3 separate regions of the Zea mays genome follow, and regions 1 and 3 are each linked to region 2. A link is a contact called in public Hi-C data. All regions are on one chromosome and are shown on one strand. The core of a region is the stretch at or near the end of the contact, and the rest is flanking DNA. Distances in the headings are between cores, read along the strand shown.

Region 1 (2,700 bases), core at 87-2,586, 250 kb before region 2:
GGTGTAAAACTGGTATACTAGCCGTGCTCACGGTCATGAGCAGCTCGGACCCTCACATGATTAATCTATGGAATTAAAACTCAATTTGTCATTTGCATTTGTATGAGATCATTTGTTAATTTGTTATATTATTTATTATGGTTTGGTATTTACTTATACTTAGTAATTGCTAATAAAATTTTGACCAACTTATAAAAGCAATGCTCAGCTTCAACCTTTATTTTATTGATCAGCCTTACACTTCACATGAACTCCCACCTTTGGTGAGTTCATACACATTATTCCCCACAACTTGTTGAGCGATGAACATGTGTGAGCTCACCTTTGCTGTCTCACACCCCCAAAGGAGAAGTACAGGTGGTTCAAGAGGAGCAGCTTAATGAGTAGTTCGATTCGATCTAGGTGGCATCTCCTAGTTGACTTTCTGGCGCCAAGGATGGATTTTAGATCATGTTATATTTATCTTTTATTTTTGTAAGTCTTCCGCTATGTAATAAGTACTCTGATTATTGTGATATCTATCTTTATGCACACTATTATTATATGTGTTGTTTTCTTTGACGTATGTATGAAATGCACCCGTCTTTGTTCCTTAAAGCCCGGGGTGTGATACTTTCGTGTGATTGCTTGTAAAAGACGAAGGTATATTTGTAATTATTTGGCACATAATCGAGAATGGAGTGAAATAATGTTCAATTAAAATGAGTTTATTGTTTTATCTTCACGTCGTTTGTATTCCATGCTTATTATCCTTTACTCAACCTTTTTTTCGTTTCTCCATTAGCTTCTCCGAAAAGAGTTAATTGAAAAGTGAACTTACATACTAATTTATTTGTGTTGCCTTATTTCTTATATCCATCATGTATAAAAAACGAGTGACCAACATAACACGTCTAAGATACCATAGAGGAAATGAAAGTGTAGGTGGATTTATAGTCTTTTTAATTATTATAAAAAGGTACAGATGCATATGTAGTTCCATAGAAAGTATATCAATGTCCCAACCACGCTTACTCATTATTTTCATGGATACATTCAGTGTTTTTTTTTTGCCTGGAAATATACATTCCGTTTTAGTCTGCTTGAGAAAAAAATGCAGAGTATTGAAAGTGAATTGAACGCCAACCTCTACATCGAATCTAAGAATAAAGTAAAAGTTCCTAGTTCACCTGAAGTCTTTGTGGGTGTGTCAGTGTGTGTGATGAACTGACGATGATGGCTTTATCATTGGTGCTCTGCTGGAGTCCGAAAGGCAGGCAGGCAGACAGATAAGGCCAATCCCCCCGGGTCTTCCGGCGGGCACACCTCCTGCAACTGTACACCCGTTGGGTCTTGGCCTCTTGGGCGGTGGTGGTTTATTGAGCATATGCCTGCCTGTCTCTGCCTTGTATTAAACCACGGCCTCGTTCCGGCAGGAATTCCCGGGCCGGTGAACGCAGTCCCCGGCCGCGACAGCGACGACGACTGCGTTATTATTCTTTACGCAACCACACGCCGGCCGGGATGCCTGAAGCCAATTCCGAAACTTCCTTGCTGCTCATTCCTGTCAGGAACGTGATTCAGGAGGAGTCCAAGAGAATGTTGGGTCTGTCTGCCGTGGAAATAGACGCCAAACAACCTACTCCTCCATTGACTGACATGTGCTTACAAAAATGCCTTTCTGTAGAAGGTGAAGAAGATTTCTTGGCCGGTTATTCAGGCAAAATAACAATCTACTAATCTTACTGTTACACGTGCGACACTGCCACTGGCCGTGGTGACCTTTCCGTCCTCCTGTCACCGCCGGCGCCCGCCGGGCACGGCCAAAGCCTAAGGCGCCGCCATTCGGTCTCAGACCACCTTCACCTCCAGGACCTTCCCGTCGTCGTCCTGGCGCGCGGCGGCCGCGTCCTCCAGCATCTGCACGACGGAGCGCATGGACGGCCGCATCGACGGCGTGCGGCTGGTGCACAGCACGGCGACGCGCAGCACGCGGACTGCCTCCTCCCTGGCCCACCCTTCCACGATGCCCGGGTCCACCAGGGACATCACCTTCTCCCGGCTCTCCAGCCGCCGCGACACCCAGTCCACCAGGTCCCGGCTCTCCACCACCGCCGGCCGCCCCGTCACCAGCTCCAGCAGCACCACGCCGAAGCTGTACACGTCGCTCTTCTCCGTCACCTTGCACGTGTACGCGTACTCCGGCGCCATGTACCCCAGCGTGCCGGCCACGACGCCGGCGGACGAGTGGCCGCCGCCGCCGCCTGCCGAGCTGAGGATCTTGGCGAGCCCGAAGTCGGCGAGCCGGGGCTTGAACGACTCGTCCAGGAGGATGTTGCTGGACTTGACGTCGCGGTGGAGGATGGGGCGGTCGCAGCCGTGGTGGAGGTACTCGAGGCCCCTCGCCGCGCCCACCGCCACGTCGTGCCGCTCCACCCACCCGAGCGCGCCCAGCTTCCGCCCCGCCGCCCCGTGCAGCCGCTCGTACAGGCTGCCGTTGGGGAGGTGCTCGTACACCAGCAGGCTCGCCGCGCCGTCCGCGCTGGTGATGCTGCACAGCAGCTTCACCACGTTCACGTGCCGGATGGCGCTCAGCGTCCCCACCTCCGAGTCGAACTCGCGGCACCGCACCGACGCCGCCGGCCGCAGCATGGCGGCGGACGGCGCCGTGCTCGTCGCCACCCCCCGCGTGACGTGCTTCACGGCCACCACCGCGCCGTT
Region 2 (2,700 bases), core at 151-2,650:
GAAATCATCTTGTCATGCAAAACTATGTTTGGATTTTAAAATTTGAATTTTTGAAATTACCTCGGATGGAAAAACTACCAAAATAAAATTTGTAGGTCTTGAAATGTAATTAAACTTTGTAATTGACACTTTTTTGATTTGAAATCATCTTATCATTGAAAAATTCGTGTGAAGTTTTAAAATTTAAAATTTAAATTTTGTAAACAACATCGGATGTAGAAACTATCAAAATAAAACTTGTAGATCTTGAAAAGTTATGCAACTTTATAGTTGTCACATTTTCAAATTAATTCATTTAGTACCTTAAATAATTAAATTACTCTCGGTTTGTTATAGTACACGAGGAATGAAAACATAATATAGACATAATTGATTTAGTCTTGTAGTGGTAAAGGAGAGTATGCGCGCGAGAGAGGTTGCGAGTTTGAATCTTACCATTACAAAACATGTAAATTTGATTCAAAATAATAATGAAAAATGTAAATTTATTCATATAATTTAAAAAATGTTTTGCTACCGAAAAAAATACTCGACAAAGAACTATTTGCCGAGCATTATTTGCTGAGTGTAACATTTGACAACGTCTTGCCAAGTGTAAAATGAACACTTGGCAACGTCTTGCCGAGTGTAAAATAAGCGGCGAAGAACGTGATTCAAGTAGTATAACAAGAGTAAGCCATGCCCGGCAGCTCCTTTTGCGTCGCCTAATAGGAGAGCTGACGAGTTGCTGTCGGTGACGACCAAACCAATCGCAATGAACTCACGACACAAGAAAGAAACACAACGAGAGTTATATGGCTTGTTATACGCACACGTATGAATATAGTATTGTGGATGTAGGGCCCAGCGCACGCATTATGATTATATGGAGCTTACTGTTATAGCACTACAGTAGTGTTTCCTTATATATGTTAGCTGATGTTCAGAACAACGCACAATGAAACAGAAATGAGACAGGCGCCGCGGATTATAGGGTAGGCACAGGCCAGCCAATCAGTAAGCTAGCTCTCCAGCTCAACATGTTAATCGATCTTTGACCAGGGAAAAGGCACCACCCCATCAGCATCAAATATAGTAAGAGGTTTGTTATATGCCTGAACAGCAAACGTCCGGCGTGCAGAGCGCCTTTCACTGCTGCTCTGAATTTCATCATCCAATGAGCATGAGCCACTACTAGTGTCAATAGGCAAGACGGTGTGCCGTGCCACTAGGCAAGTACGGCTTGGTTCATCCCTGCTGGGCCAATTGGAGCCCATTTATATGGATGGATCCTTGGAATTGTTTGATCCATCGGATTGTTCCTCTGTGGAAGCCCAACTACACTCGAGTGGTACCGTACGCCATTCACCCTTTTACGAGAGGATTGTTCTATTCACGAGAAGGGCCAAGACTAGTAGCATCTTGTATCGTCATCGCCGTGATCCCATGGCACCTCTTCCCTTCGCACTCCGTGCCCGGCCGCCGTCCTGCCCATACGCCCATACGGGTAATGCCATACCCCATCACAACGGTCCGTCTATCCCTTCCCTTGGAAACGTCCACGCATCCTCCGTCTCCGTCCCCATCTCGCGAAGCTAGCGGGAATAACAAGCAACGATACCTACGACGACCTACCCCCCTTTCCCTGCTCTCTCCTTCCAACTCTTGTTTCTGCAACGCCAGGGCGCAACCATGGGTCAGCAGCAGCAAGGGCCGGCGGCCAGGCGGATGGCCACGCTCGCCTCCCACCTGCGCCATCCCTCCGTCTCTCACCCTCAGGTCAGACACCGCGCTCCCCCCTCCCTCTTCCACCTTTCCGGCTCGTTTAGTTCGACGACCTCCGTAACAGGGGACGGCGGCGGTTCGCTTGGATTCGCTTCGCCGCCGCCCGCCCGCCCTCCCGTCTCTCGACTCGAACGCCAGTGAATTCGAGCCCCAAAGGTCAAGGGGATCCTTCGCCGCAGCGCGGGCTCGCCCAAAGCAGGACCTTGGCATCAAAGGAGGCTCCTTTGGTCCTGATGGGATGGGAGCCGTATAACCATATTAACTTCCAGTGCCACCACTGTCTTGGATCGTGGATCGGGTTGTGCATGCCTACCAGTACCAACGGCCGAATTGTTTTGTATGGGGATTGCTGATTCAATTCCTGTTCCTGAATGTATCCACTGCCAAATGTTGACCGGACAGCTACATATATTTACTGCATTGTGCGTGGTGGTAGTATCGCTCTCGCATTTTACTGAACTGCACCTGGAAAGTAGTTTGTGCGCCTAAATGTGCGCAATTCTGTCAAGTACCGGAATCCGATCGAGTCTCTTAGAGTTCTAGGTTTCGTTCCTTACTTTCTGATACTTGAATGACGACACCTACCTTTGTAAACCACATGTGACATGGTTTTAACAGAACGTCACGTGGATCTAGTGACAAACACAAAAGCTTCCTCCTCATCCTTTTTGGAACCTTTTAAATTGGTTGCCAACGACCTGTCTAGGGATTTTAGAATCTTCTCCAAACTAGTCACACTGATGGGTGATGGGTTCCCACCTTATTCAGACTAAAAATGCACTCTGGGCTCTACTTTTCATATCTGCTAAATTTTCTTATGTTGCTTTGTTTTGAAGATGGAAGATGTTCCCCTCTTGAGGGGATCCAATTGCCGTGCAAAAGGTGCGGCGCCAGGCTTCAAAGTCGCGATCTTGGGTGCAGCAGGTGGGATTGGGC
Region 3 (2,700 bases), core at 89-2,588, 220 kb after region 2:
TTCCCCTTCTGACCAAAGGGTTTTTTAATGAGGCAGCCATTGCACAGCTCTAATAATATTAAGTTTGTTTTGGTCAAAAAATGTTTGTCTTCTATTTTGTTAGTTTGATCATATTTGATTGTATATTTCTAATTTTAGGCTTTTGTGTATTTTGGGCTCGATTCTATATTCTAGTCTCAATTTTGTATTTCAGGCCCAAATGTGTATTTCGGGCCATTTTTGTATTTCGGGCTTTTACTATTCTCAGGCCGCACAGCCCGAAATTAATACTGGGCCAGCCCGGCCGAAATTAAACGTGCCGGACCTTTTCGACCTTAGGTCGGACGGCCCGAATGTACACTTGTATCCTTGGTTGCCTAGACCACCATTGACTTTGAAGGTGTTTCCTGAATCTTTTAGTGTTCTTTATTGGAGCACTTGTAGTTTGTACAATGTTTAACATTGGCGTGTTCAGGTTTAGGCCCGTCCGAATCAAATGCACAACTGTAGGTATAGCCAGATAAGATAATCGGTGGAGCTCAATGCAGGCTCGGGATTGGACGATTGTAGACATCACTAACAACATCAGAGGAGCGAGCTTGCGGTCAAAAACACAGATGGGCAACAACAACAACGAACACGAAACGAAACATACGGACACGAGACGACCACAGACGAAGATAAACCCCCTCTAGACTAGGGTGAACACGGTAGCAGAAGCGAACAAGATAACTAGGCCTCAGCGGACCCCACCGCTCAGTTCCTCCAGTTCCCGTCGTTGTTGCCGTAGCCGCCGCCGCGGTTTGCACCACCGTATCCCCCACCGCCGCCGTAGCCTCCACGACCACCGCCGTAGCCTCCACCGCCACCGCCGTAGCCGCCTCCATCACGGCGCCCGCCACCGTATCCGCCACCGCCGCCTCCACGGCCGCCGCGGGACTGGGCCTCGTTAACGGTGATGTTGCGGCCGTCGAGCTCCTTGCCGTTCATGCCCTCGATGGCGCTGCGCATCGCGTCCTCCGTGGAGAAGGTGACGAAGCCGAAGCCGCGGGACCTCTGCGTCTCCCGATCCAGGATGATCTGCGGGGGGAGAAAAGGCAGGTCAGACAGATCTGGATGAAACGTGGACGGATCTGGTGCGAGCGCGCCGAACGGACGAATGGAACTGAACGGACCTTCGACTCGAGGACCTCGCCGTAGGTGCTGAAGGCGTTGTTGAGGGAGTGGTCGTCGGTGGCCCAGGCGAGGCCGCCAACGAAGCAACGGTACTCAACGTCCGACGCCGCCATCTCTTCCCTCTCGCCCACGAACCAGAACCTGAACACGAACCGGTGGGGGAGGAGAAGCCAACCCACCTCTGAGAAAGCACGGAGAGGACGATGCCTCCCCCCGCCGCGCCTTTAATAGAGGCTGGGGATCCAGCTGTGGACGGCTTGTTGGGACCCGGAGCAGGTGGCCCCGACTGCGACGAGGCCGATGGGAAGCGTGGGGGTGGGGCCCAGCATGGCTGATCTTTGGCCGCTGCAGCAGCCCGCAAGCCAGGCCATCGAAAATATCTGGCGATGCGAAATGCCGATTCTGCCCTTGGCTGCCAGCATATAGGCCCGCGCCGGCTTGGGCGACGACGTGGGTCCACGCAACACAACGAACGGACGAGATGACGGCACGGAAAGCGATTCCTCGCAACGGCATCATCTTGGCGATGGTGATGCCACTCGAGATGCCAACGGTACTGTGTTTGAATGCATATAAGAGTCCGTTACTAAAATTAGTTGAGACAAGGAAACACTCTAGCTAATAATTTAGTTATTAGCTATTTTTAGTAAATTAGTTAATATTTAGATAATTATTTATTATCTATCTAATTTCACTAATAATTTTTAGACAACTAACTATTAGGTTTATAGTACATTTAGACACTCACATAATTTACTCGCATGCATATAGATAAAAACTCTATAGACCTTATTTAGATATTCTAATATTTAAAGGTGTTTGAATGCACTAGAGCTAATAGTTAGTAGCTAAAATTAGCTAAGACATCCAAACACCCTATCTAATAGTTCAATTATTAATTATTTTTGGTAAATTAGTTAATAGTTAGCTAGCTAATTTCACTAATAATTTTTAGTCAATTAACTATTAGTTCTAGTGCATTCAACCACCCCTTAAAACTAATAGCTAGTTGGCTAAAAATCATTAGTGAAATTAGCTAGCTAATAAATAGCTACCTAACTATTAACTATTTTACTAAAAATAGAAAATAACTGAACTATTAGCTACGGGGTTTGGATGTCTCAACTAATTTTAGCCACTAACTATTAACTCTAGTGTATTCAAACACCTCCTTAATCTAATTTATATATATTGAGATAGGTTAGAGTAAATATTATAGTATCTAAATATAGTTATAGGGTGTCGGTTTCATTGTGAGTCTATATTCTCAAATATAAGTGCATTTTTTATTCTTAATTTGACAATTTTTCTTGTGGATACGAAAAGTTTATATCTGTGTACCCGCTTACCTACATTATATATATATATATATATATAATATGTAATTATGTGCTCACGGTATATCTATAGGTTTGTGGCACCATAGGTAGCTGATACAGGTAACATATTATACTCGTCGTGGGGTAACAAGTGTGGGTTTATTATTAACCTTGAGGGTACGGTTTGTAAACTCTATACCCGTGAGTTTCAACTCGTTGACATCCC

Evidence for each region. Hi-C and Micro-C count contacts between places; a contact is called where the count stands out from the background.
Region 1: a contact with region 2 is called in a Hi-C map of bundle sheath, with 2.5 times the contacts expected there. The contact joins the enhancer-like site here to the promoter of LOC100193491 in region 2. A contact is called at or near these places in 4 of 25 Hi-C or Micro-C datasets (bundle sheath, ear, endosperm and 1 more).
Region 3: a contact with region 2 is called in a Hi-C map of endosperm, with 3 times the contacts expected there. The contact joins the promoter of LOC542562 here to the promoter of LOC100193491 in region 2. A contact is called at or near these places in 5 of 25 Hi-C or Micro-C datasets (bundle sheath, ear, endosperm and 2 more).

The regions. Positions count from the first base shown.
Region 1 is chr3:108,712,190-108,714,889 of Zm-B73-REFERENCE-NAM-5.0, forward strand. No RefSeq gene overlaps it. Among protein-coding and RNA genes, the nearest start is that of LOC103650294, 160 kb to the right of the region's middle. Within about 2 kb of position 1,337, at least 19 of the 20 cell types and tissues checked have an H3K27ac peak or open chromatin away from gene starts, as enhancers often do. A contact at or near this core is called in bundle sheath, ear, endosperm and 1 more, where this site is marked.
Region 2 is chr3:108,964,774-108,967,473 of Zm-B73-REFERENCE-NAM-5.0, forward strand. It overlaps LOC100193491, which reads left to right and starts at 1,401. Exons shown (of 9, transcript NM_001138605.2): 1 at 1,401-1,758; 2 at 2,601-2,700. The coding sequence starts at 1,672.
Region 3 is chr3:109,183,286-109,185,985 of Zm-B73-REFERENCE-NAM-5.0, forward strand. LOC542562 (glycine-rich RNA binding protein) reads right to left here and starts at 1,339. Exons shown (of 2, transcript NM_001112102.1): 1 at 1,155-1,339; 2 at 477-1,059. The coding sequence starts at 1,268. The coding sequence ends at 736.